Linked DNA regions of Danio rerio: region 2 is linked to region 1. The links are chromatin contacts, called in public Hi-C maps. All regions are on one chromosome and are shown on one strand. Each heading gives the region's core, a stretch centred on a gene start, on an enhancer-like site or on the middle of the called end of the contact. The rest is flanking DNA. Distances are from core to core; before and after follow the strand shown. Region 1 holds the start of ccnyl1 (cyclin Y-like 1). Region 2 holds the start of klf7b (Kruppel like factor 7b).

Region 1 (5,643 bases), core at 250-2,749:
ACTGTTTTTGCTCATATTTCTTTCAAAATGCACCAGAGCTAGTTTGAAAGCTGTTTGCTTGTCTAGTGTGCATCAAGGTTCAGATCAGAACTTTCACACATACTATACTGATCCACATCAACAGAGCAATCGCCTCAAAGTTCATTTTATCCAAACCAGTGTGAACACACCCTTAATCTGCAACTGTTCTATGGACTGAAAATGTCTTAGGCTGTCCATTTTCAGAGCAAACCAAAAGCACTTAGTGTTTAGCTCTTAGGAGAAACCTGACCCATGAGACGAGGAGGTCAAGGCATCAGATCACAGCAGCTCAGTTCTTAAAGACACTGTGGCACACAAAAATGCAAACAGAATAGAATATAGTGCTTCTGTGATGAGAGCTGGTGATATTGATCAATTCTCACTTAGTTCATGTCTTTAACATTTAGGCCGTGTTTACCAAATCTGCACATTTTGGATGTCATCTTTTTTGGACACATCAAGACCTTGAAATCTCTCCTAAGTAACGAATTATAAAAAGGTGTTAAGTTTTGCTGGTGGAGATACACCTTACCTCAAAGTTAAAGGGATAGTTCACCCAAAAATAAACATTTACTCACTCTTGCTCAATTGGTTCCAAACCTTATAGAGGTAAAGTTGGTTTTATATTTGGATATTCAGACATTTTCCTTAATAATTTAATTTCAGAAAGTATTATTTTCAAATTCTCAATAGGGAAATCCTATTAGCAGCCAATGACTATCAAAGTACAGCATTGTTCACAGTGAATTATATAGTGTTAAAGTTGCTTAGAAGTGATACTTGCATGCTAATTCCGATTTAATATTCAACATGTTAAACAATAGAGACTGCTAAATGGATGAATGTGCGAATATAAAACCAACTTTACCTCTATCCACACCTTTGTGAGTTTAATTATTCTGTCAAACACAAAAGATGACACTTTGAAGCTGAAAACCTGTGACTAAACAAGTATTATAAAAGTTAATAGTTAAAAGATTCCAGCTTTCTTCAAAATTTAATCTTTAGTGTTTAACAGATTTAAAAACTCAACCAGGTTTGGAAGAAGGGGAGAATGAGTAAACGAAGACAACATTTTCATTTGTGGGTGAACTACCCCTTTAATTTCCAACACCTGTTGGTAACAACCAATCAAATATGAAGACCTCGATGAGTTGGTCAAGTTGTGCTAGGCCAAAAGTTTGATCCTCTGGCAGTTCAACCATGTTTTAGAGCATAGAACTCACCATCCGGCACCTCCCGGTCACTGATGTGCTGCAGGTATGGACCAGTGTCATCGCTGATGTCTGTGTTGTTCTGGTAGTCCTCCAGACGCTCCACCTGCCGGGGTAGTTTGGGGCTCCCACTGGGGGACACGCAGCAGGACACTGTATTGCCCATGATGACTCACACCTACAATCACAAGCTCGACCTGCTCAGGTGTGTTAGTCTATGGCAAACACCTTTTGAAGCTCACACCTGGGCTGCTTCTGTCATCAGAAGTCACCCAATGGATCCAATGAATGAATGAACTCAAGCTAAAAGTGGGTGCATGAAGAGCTGAAATAGACACACACAGTCAGCATCTACTGCTGTACTGTCTCACTGCTCCAAACTCAAGAGGTATGTAGCTATCTGTGCCAGTCATATAACGGGACTCCATGCATTTACACGCAGTGCCTCAGAGGACTTAAAGCTTTAGCACTCAAGTAATCAATAAAGCCGGATCTATGACACGTGACTGACAGCATATCACTAGAAAGTATCAGTCGAAAATCTCCGAATACGGATTTATTCCTTTTGAATTAGCCGTACATGCTAACTGCTAACGGCTAATATTGATTCATTGTGAATAAGCGAGTTATTAGCCGCCGAGCTAACTGAGATAAACCATCCTTTTAACTGGTTTAAATGTCCGAATATGTCTTGAATTAAGCCAGTTTGGCGGTTCAAACCGGGAACAGATGAAATGGCCCCTAAAGAGCAGACTTCCGAGCATTTATCCTTCTGTATAGGGTAGATCTGTGTGTTGGCTGAAACTCTGGATCCAATAATCACTCAAATCCTCAGGCCGTCGAGCTGGTAGCAAAATAAAATAAGTCTTTTATCGCGGCATATGAGGAAAGTCTGGTCCATTTAAATCGGCTAATTTAAGCTCCGGATTTGTATGTCGTTATTGGATTCTGTTCACCGAGTCTCGTCGAAGAGTCCCCCGCTATCCCCTCCTCCTCGCCGGCCAGTGCAGCAGCGATCCTCTCCCCGCCACCACCGCCATCTGCTCAGAATGACGCAGGTGATGACCCGCCCCTTTTTGACATTCCATCATTTGCGATTGGACGAGTTGCCAAAACAAAATAAATGTTTGTTCAGGGACTGGTAATTAGAACTGTCAATCACGCCGTCATGCTAGAGATTTAAACCCCGCCCGTTTACACACCTCTTTGTGAACGGATTGAAATGGACTACTAGCGTACTGCATAGTGTATATTGTATGCGTACTATTTTTTTGATTGTGAAATATTAACTGTGTAGTTGCAACAATATTACCCATAAGTTTAGCATTCATTCAGCGAGTGGTTTAAGTGTTAAAACTTATCATTTGCAGGGACAAAAATCTAACTACTTTGAAATAAACTCTTAATAACAGATAGCTTATGTGCAGTGTTAGGGCAACGCATTACAAGTAACTTGAGTTGTGTAATAATTTTACTTTCCTTTCTAAGTAACGAGTAACGTACTTTAAAAGTAAAGTAATATTATTTTAGTTATTTTTTTAATGTAATGTGGGACTAAACTGTTACATATGTCCCAACTTTGTTTATTCGTCTGTGTAAACTTGAGGTGCATTGTGAGTTCATTCTTTAATTGTCACTAATCCAGCTTAATTAACTGCAGATTTCAATGTCGATTTTGATAGTCGTATTAATATTTGATTATATTAAATGATCAAATATTTGATATTAAAATTGACAAAATATTCTAATTTTACTAATTTGGCTGTTGTTAAATTGTTTCCTAGCTGCATGTAAACAATGTCCATCACCAGTAACTGACAGCAATTTAAGATCCAAGCAGGGGTTCCCAAAATGTTCAGCCCGCGGCCCCTAAAATAACAATGCCAGTGATTTGCGACCCCTAAATTCCACAGAGGTTGTTTTAAATATACAAACGCTGCTAACACAACAATAGGCCGGTATAAACATTAGCATATTTACAACACAAAGTGCAACAGTCTAACAAACATCATTTTTTTATATTAATTTATTAATTTGTTTAATATTAACCTCAACTAAAGAGACTGGTGTGCATAATGTTGTCAACACAAGTCTATTCTTGGCAGGGGCGGATTTAGTGATTTGGGGGCCCTAACCAAATTCAGACCGTGGGGCCCAAAAGATTTAAAATGCACCTTTTGTGATTTTTTTTTTTTTAAATTTATTTTTAAATGATTTATTTAGCTGTTTTTTTCACTCTATTACTCAATCCCTAATTTTCTACATTTTGACTTAATGCAAAATAATAATAGCAACAATAATAATGTAAAGCTTCTTGTAAAACTTTTTAAAGGATTTGTTTTCTTAAAATGAATTCATGACTACAAATTATATATTTAAACCTAAATCTTTACCTAATTTAATTGCCGGACTGCTTCATAATTGAGGGAGGGGGACACATTTGCACAAATGTAATAAACATTAAACTTTTTTTTTTTTTTTTTTTTAAATCTCATCATACAAAATGTGATTAGAAAATTGTTATATATAGATAATTTATGAGTATAATTTATAAGTATTTATTCGGGGGCACTCAGATTTCATGGGGCCTTAAGCAGCCGCTTGACTTGCTTATTGGTTAACTCTGCCCCTGATTCTTGGTTTAATTTTGGAGACCACCAATCAGAGATCATTCTCAATGTTCAGTTGTGACCTGTATTCATAGTTAATGTATTTAATTAAAATAAAGATGTCAAAGTTTAACCTGGTGCTAAAATCAATCTGCTGCAGCTGATGCTGTTGCTGTGTTAATCTAACCTAAACACGAAAAAAAAAATTAAAGGCTGATGTCTTTTCATTTGCACGTTGTTGTTTTTTTAGTATTAAAAAACTACATTTTATTTTCTGTGCGTTATGGATAAAAGATGATAATTCTAGACGTTCAATTTATTTTACTTTTGGAAATCACCAAGGGACTCATGCCATTGTCCTGTGACTCCTGAGGGGGTCCTAACCCCCACTTTGTTAACCACTAATCTAAGCCCTATTTTATTATACTGTAAGAAGCGATTGGTTGCTTTAGATTAAAGACATGAGTAAACCAGTTGCCTTTGAAAGCAGTAAGTTGACTTTTTTTTTTTTCTAAATGGGGTGAATTTAATTTGTGCTGTTTAAAATAGAAAGAAATATAACAGTAAAAATGTTTTGGTAGTATTTCATCAATCTAAAAATCAGGGTGTTCTCTAAAGACAGCTTGATTAGACAGTTTTAAACAGTTTATGGCGCGCAAAAGGAGAACAAAAATAAAACTGCCTTGTATTCAATATTTTGTTCAGCTGGAAATGTTTCATAATATAATATATTCTCCAATCAAGTACAAATCATATTTGCGCTGATTTTACTTATGATTGATCTTATAGATGGCAACAGATATTTTGATCTGTTTTTGTCAGATAATGTAACCTTCAGCGTTAGTTTTTGTTTGCTGGAGTTGTTTTCACTGACTGAACATGCTGATTCTGCACTTGTCATGATTGTTATGGAATGTCTAAAGCAGGGGTGCCTTCCTTCAGCACACCTGCCTGGAGGTTTCTAGTTTACCTAGTAAGAGCTGGAATAGCTGGTTCAGGTGTGTCTAATTAATGTTGGAACTAAACTCTGTAGGAAACTGGCCCTCCAAGACAGAGTTTGGGCATCCCTGGTCTAAAGTGTGTAATCTGATGGTGGTTTGCATTTTCCGGCTTCTAGTGCGAATTGGCTTTTAGTGGCTTCAAACTTTTTAAATGCATTTTAAAGGCCAGGTTACACAACACCAACAGATGCAGACAAAGGTGGAACAGATGCAAAGTTGCAATGAATTCTAAAAAAAATATATTTTTTTATACATGTATAGTAGTGCTTGTTAACAATGTATCTGTGCGCTTTATCATTTCTTTATCATTCTACTCCCGAAACTACTTTTCTTCACTTCTGGTCACATGGAATGCCTCTTATTTTTGCTCTGCCTTTATCAATTCAACCTTTCTTCGTTTATTTTAGCAACATCTGTCTTCCAACGATCCAAACCGTTTCCAAAGAACAAGATCAGGCACCACCCTACATTTTTAAAACAGTGTTAATCTGATGTACATCCTAATATGTGGGGGAAAAGAGGGTAGAACGAGCTCCTTTTCATTTAAAGGCACAGGCACAAAAACTGCTACAATACCCCATCTGACTCAATTTTTAAAATGAGTATAACAGCAAAGTTTGTATGAAAAAAAATGTGCATGTAATACTGTGCATGAACTTTCACCAATTAGTCAGTCATATTGCATAGTGTTATGCTGTATTCCAACCTACTTGTACCATCTCCTAATGCACTCTTTTTATGAAGAAACATAACATACTGTTTAATGTATGACAGAAGACAAGTTAATGCAAGCTTTGA
Region 2 (5,658 bases), core at 2,122-4,621, 140 kb after region 1:
CCAGTTCTACTGACTGTGATGTGTTTCTGTGGGTCAGTCGTCTGCCCTCCAGCTGCCAGTGAGCTTTGAGAAGTTCACCACATCTCAGATTATATTCCTCAACCTTTAGCATAAAAGCTATTGATAGAACAGTAGCTTTTAGGTTTTGCTGGGTGTTATCAGGATAATCATGTCTCGTGGGTTTGCTTTGCAACACTTACAGTAGCAGTAGTCCTGTGCATGTTTTGGGAAAGGTGTGCAACAATGGCATTCTGCTTGTGTCCCTGCAAAGTCATTTGGAATGAGTGATGTTAGAATCTTCCTGGACTTAGTACTTGATGCAGAGAAGAGTGTTGTAAGAACAGGTTTGCCAGACTTTGTAAGAGATTTTTTCTGTGACCCCAAAAATGCCTGCTTTTCAGAGGACAACAACAACAGTCCAAGTTGTGCACTAGCTGATGGAGGACAGATGGATAGGTGCAGACAAACAGACTTAGCCCCCAACCTGTCTCTTAGGTGATCCTTACTAATTGGCCAGGCTGCATTGACTGCCTCTAATGGTGTTGTTTACTGCCTCTGCTTCATTCCCTAGGCCACTCCACCTGCTCCTCCACTCTCCACTGAGAATATCTAAGAGTTGTATTAGGTGGCACTGCATAAGGAGGGGGTGAGAGCCAACAGCGGCTCTCTTGTTGCACAAACAGCCGTTCTTTGAATTAACCTCGCTTGCAGGTCACCGCCGAAAGAATTCCTCTCTTCTCTGCCCCAAGAAAAGTTGGCAAGCTGTGATACCCTGAGCTTGTTTCTCTCTGTCTTCTGTGTCTCTTCTTGACAGTGAGAGATAGAGTCTTTGTTGAAATTGGGGGAGACTGTGCCAGCAGTTGGCATCCCTCATGGGGAATGGATGCAGTGCATGTCAGGCCTCGATAGGACTTCATCACGTTCAACAGGCAACCACTTCTCATCCCCAAGCACATAACCTCTGCTGCCCTCCCCTCCATGCACCCTATGCCCGATTCCTGCTCGCAGCCTTAGCTCTGAAACTCAATTCACCCATATCGCATCCATTAAGGTCTGATTCATGCTCCACTCGCAAGGGGCCGACCACAGCTATCCATCTTGTCCCCTGCTCAAAGGGTGCTGTTTACCTTTTGCTGGCAGATCTAGGGCTACGCTTTAAAACTACCCCAACCTGTAAACGCATAAAATTTTAACTATGATGTCACTCAAACAAAAAAAAGCTTGTATATTTACCTGTCTACAGAGACCTCTGCCTTTTCCCCCTCTCCATCCTCATTTTCTTATCATTAAATGCAAGTAATATTTTTTTGCTCCCCTCCTCCACTTATGTGAGCTGATACTATCTGCTGTCTCTAAACTATCTTTGCCAATGGCGCTGGCATATGAACTCATCTGCAGGTTTTACAAGCTCACAACATGAGCTTGTTTCTATTGAATTATTATTAGCTTCGTAGCTCTATCTTGATTTGTGTGTGTGTGTGTGTGTGTTTTACCCCCTCAAATTCTCTTAGTTTCTATCATGCACATGGCCAAAGAAGTGTCAAACGGCAGGCAAAATTGTAAATCTTGTGTGCTTGGACAGCCAATTCACAACACTGCAGGGTATGAATGCTTCACACACACACAAGCTATTATCTGATATGATCATAAGACTTTGATTAACACCAGAACTGTCTTATTGCACAACATATTCATTTAATCATTAAGATGATTTCGCCGGTTCATATTTTCCTTCGATACTCATACCAATATGTCTATATTTGCATTTTCTACCTGGTAATATTTGTGTTGTGTAGAATTGCCTTGTGAGTTGCTGGTAGGGGTAGATCTGTTTCAAGTCCACACTCTAGCGATAAATAACCACTCGCTGCATTTCCCTGCAGTTGAGCACATGGAATTGCAATGAGCTCAAGACAGCCGGTGCATGCCTGCAGAGGCGCCCATCGTCACATCGATTTCCAGAAGTCCTTCTACCACAATTGGTAAACCGTAATATTGCATTAATGCTGTTTAATTCATACAAAATCCAAATCCCAATGTTATCAGTACTGTATTTAACTACTAAACAATTATTGCCTGACACAAATCAATTGATTTGCATTGATTTTACACAGACCTCATGTCACTTAAAACATGACCCTGACAGATATTTCCCAATGTGCATCACTTCCACCAGATCTTCCAGAAGGCTTAAGTGGGATGTCATAAAAATGTAAAACACAGCTATTATCATTGATTACCTTTACCCTTCAAGAGTCAGCAAATTGTTATACAGATGCACAGCAGCTCTCAGAAAGAAAGAAAAAAAAGTGTGATTTGAATGCATTCTCCTCACATCCACTCACGCGCGCACCCTCGCGGCGGAGGTAATACATAATACATGACGATCGGGAACTGCTCTTGATATCGTCGTGCTGAAAAACACGAAGTAATCTGACAGATGCGAATGCATTATTTAATAACAAGTCGCTTATTGTTAGCGAAGCTCTTACTTTCTCCATCCATATTACGTGCGCCTTTAACAAAACGCCATTCAGTCAGTTTCAGCCAGAAATAATGCACATGATTCATCTCGTGTCTCATTCTGTCACTCTGTTTTGCCTGGAGTATAACACTAAGAAGTACACTACATTAGCACACAACGTATTGCAGACTATTCTTCTCACTAATAATCACTTTCACGTCGCTAAAATAAAAGGAACGGAGTTCTAGCTTCATGCTTTCATATGAAAGCAGCAACACAGCACCTGCATCACTAAAATCCACTACGCGCAAAAATTTGGACAGCGTGTTTTGGATAGGCGCGCGCACGGTGAAGTTGTGAATGTTTCCATCAGGTACATCTGCGCACATAAGCAATGCTTATTTACGCAAACAACTAACAGTCCAAGTAGTTTCGTGCAAACTCTCTCACCTGCTGCCAGTTCTCCTCCAGCGACGGCATCGCTGAGAAGTAGCCCGTGTCGTGCACCAGCTGAAGTTCCTGAAAAATACTGTAATTCGCCAACACGTCCATGTTGATGCTCACAAGAAAAACAAAACTGATGCTTTGATCCTCAGGTATAAATTGTTTTCTTCTCAGCCCGCTGTCAGACGCAAAAAGGAATGCTTCAAATCCTCCGTGAAGTGTAGTTAAAGCTGGTTGTTTTAAGCGCTAATGGAAAAAAAAGGAAGGAAAAAAATAAAAAACAATTCTTGTCACTTAATTGCAGTCCCCGCGAACTCTCAGATCCTCAGCCTGGGAGTGGGATGCAAACTCGGTGACATGAAGTGTCCACCTATTTCCGCATTGCCTCTGTGTCTTTTGCGCTATAAATTCCAGGTAGCCTTTCTCCTGAATGCCGTGGATCACCAAGGCAAGTTGCTGGGCTCGCTGCCTCGCGAGCGAGAGGAAGCAAAGGGAGCCGAGGGGGCGTGGTTTGTTGTCAATCAATTCCGTGCGTGACCATATACGGTAAATAAGGTTGATGATCTCACTGGCGTCCAAGTAAGGCGGTGCTTAAATAGCTAAAGAGGTGGAGTGAAATCTGAATAATATAGCGCGATTGGCTCGTGACACTTGTCAATCGGGCCGTAGAAGGCAGTGAAAGGTGAGCTATTTTTAGAGAGCTATATAGCAGCGGCAGCGCACTGGCGTCGCTCATACGGCCGGAGAGAACGCAACAAACAGAAGCAGAAGTTGCAGATTGTAACGTGAGGCAAGTCTCTATGTAGTCATATCTGCTGGAAATGATACATTACGGGTATCTCACAGCGCAAAGCTGCCTATAAAGTTGGAAGTGTCGTTTGGAAAATAATTAATGTTATGATGCAATGTTCAAGCGTAGGCGAATGCTGAAAAAAAAGTCTGAAGATCTTCTCAGATGTTTCACAAGTAGTAGGATTAAGCGCTTCACAGACAAGATCGGGGCTACTTTAAACATTTTAATTCTGAAATAAGAGGCTTAGCACTTAGAAATGAGTTTTAGCTTCTCTAATGGCACAAATTACCGCAAAGAGCATTGCAACTGTTTCAGCAACGCAATTGATGGCATTGATTTGCAGTACTGATCTGGTTATTGTTCTGTAAAGGGTAATTGACTCATCAGGATGGTTTTTCACCCTGTGGGCAAGCCAGAAACACTCCTAATAGCAGTTAATTCCTGAAATCCATAAAAACGCAACCTAAAAAGTGTAATATTTCTAAATAATGATTGTTGCCTATAGCAGTCCTGTAACTGACTGCTCATACTGCAAACGTTTACTTAATTCGTGCTCATCTATCTATCTATCTATCTATCTATCTATCTATCTATCTATCTATCTATCTATCTATCTATCTATCTATCTATCTGTCTGTCTGTCTGTCTGTCTGTCTGTCTGTCTGTCTGTCTGTCTGTCTGTCTGTCTGTCTGTCTGTCTGTCGTAAACAGATTTATCTTTGTTCAACAAACCATTATTCAAGCAAAAGCTTTTATTCAAAGTTATTATGAATCTAGTTTCTTAATGTAGCCTAATTAATATGAACTTGCTTGTAGTGTTAAAATTCATCACAATGTATGACACAAGATGACACATTTTACATTCAGATTTTTAATCTTAATACATGTGGTGTGTGTGTGTGTGTGTGTGCTTAATGTTACCAGAAGTAATGTCTGGCCAATGAAAGTTTATATTTTACCCCTTATTCAAACATATTGATGTTATGTTATTGTAAATATTCTAAGCAAATATAAGTGTGTTTGTTTGGAGAGCGTTTTGTGATCAAGAAAAACCTACTTACTGAAAAATGTGCAGGAGAATGGCTGCCAATTAAATAAAAGGGAGAAAAAAGGAAAACAATAATTAATAACTAATAAACATAATTAATAATAACCGAATGTAGTCACTTTGCATACTTAAACTTGTAAGATTTTTGTTTACTCTGCATTAATTTACCTGTAAAATCTCTTTTTTTTGCCAACAAAAGTAATTCATTCATTTATTATTTTCATTTAGTCCCTTTCTTCATCAGGGGTCACCACATTAGAATGAACCGCCAACTTATCCAGCATACAGTTGAAGTCAGAATTATAAGCCCCCCTTTGAATTTTTTTTAATTTTTAAAATTTTTTTTTAAATATTTCTCAAATTATGTTTAACGAAGCAAGGATATTTTCACAGTATGTCTGATAATGTTTTTTCTTCTGGAAAAAAGTTTTATTTTGGCTAGAATAAAAGCAGTTATTAATTTTTTTAAACACCATTTTAAGGACAAAATTATTAGCCCCTTTAAGCAAATTTTTTTGAAAGTCTACAGAACAAACCATCATTATACAATAACTTGCCTAATTACCCTAACCTGCCTAGTTAACCTAATTAACCGAGTTAAGCCTTTAAATGTCCCTTTAAGCTGTATAGAAGTGTCCTGAAAAACATGTAGTAAAATATAAAAATATAATTTACTGTCATCATAGCAAAGATAAAATAAATCAGTTATCAGAAATCAGTTATTAAAACTATTGTTTAGAAATGTGTTGAAAAAAAATCTACTCTCTGTTAAACAGAAATTGGGGGGAAAATAAACAGGGGGTCTAATAATTAAGGGGGGCTAATAATTCTGACTTCAACTGTATGTTTTACACAGTGGATGCCCTTCCAGCCACAACTTAACACTGGGAAACACCCATACACGCTCTT

The links. Hi-C and Micro-C count contacts between places; a contact is called where the count stands out from the background.
Region 2: a Hi-C map of hematopoietic stem cells shows a contact between it and region 1, with 4 times the contacts expected there. The contact joins the promoter of klf7b here to the promoter of ccnyl1 in region 1. A contact is called at or near these places in 2 of 18 Hi-C or Micro-C datasets (hematopoietic stem cells and an unstated tissue).

The regions. Positions count from the first base shown.
Region 1 is chr9:29,924,183-29,929,825 of GRCz12tu, forward strand. ccnyl1 (cyclin Y-like 1) reads right to left here and starts at 1,500. Exons shown (of 10, transcript NM_001076720.1): 1 at 1,248-1,500. The coding sequence starts at 1,401.
Region 2 is chr9:30,065,024-30,070,681 of GRCz12tu, forward strand. It overlaps klf7b (Kruppel like factor 7b), which reads right to left and starts at 3,372. Exons shown (of 4, transcript NM_001044766.2): 1 at 2,915-3,372. The coding sequence starts at 3,016. All of the region lies in intron 1 of LOC141376143 (a long non-coding RNA gene), which reads left to right.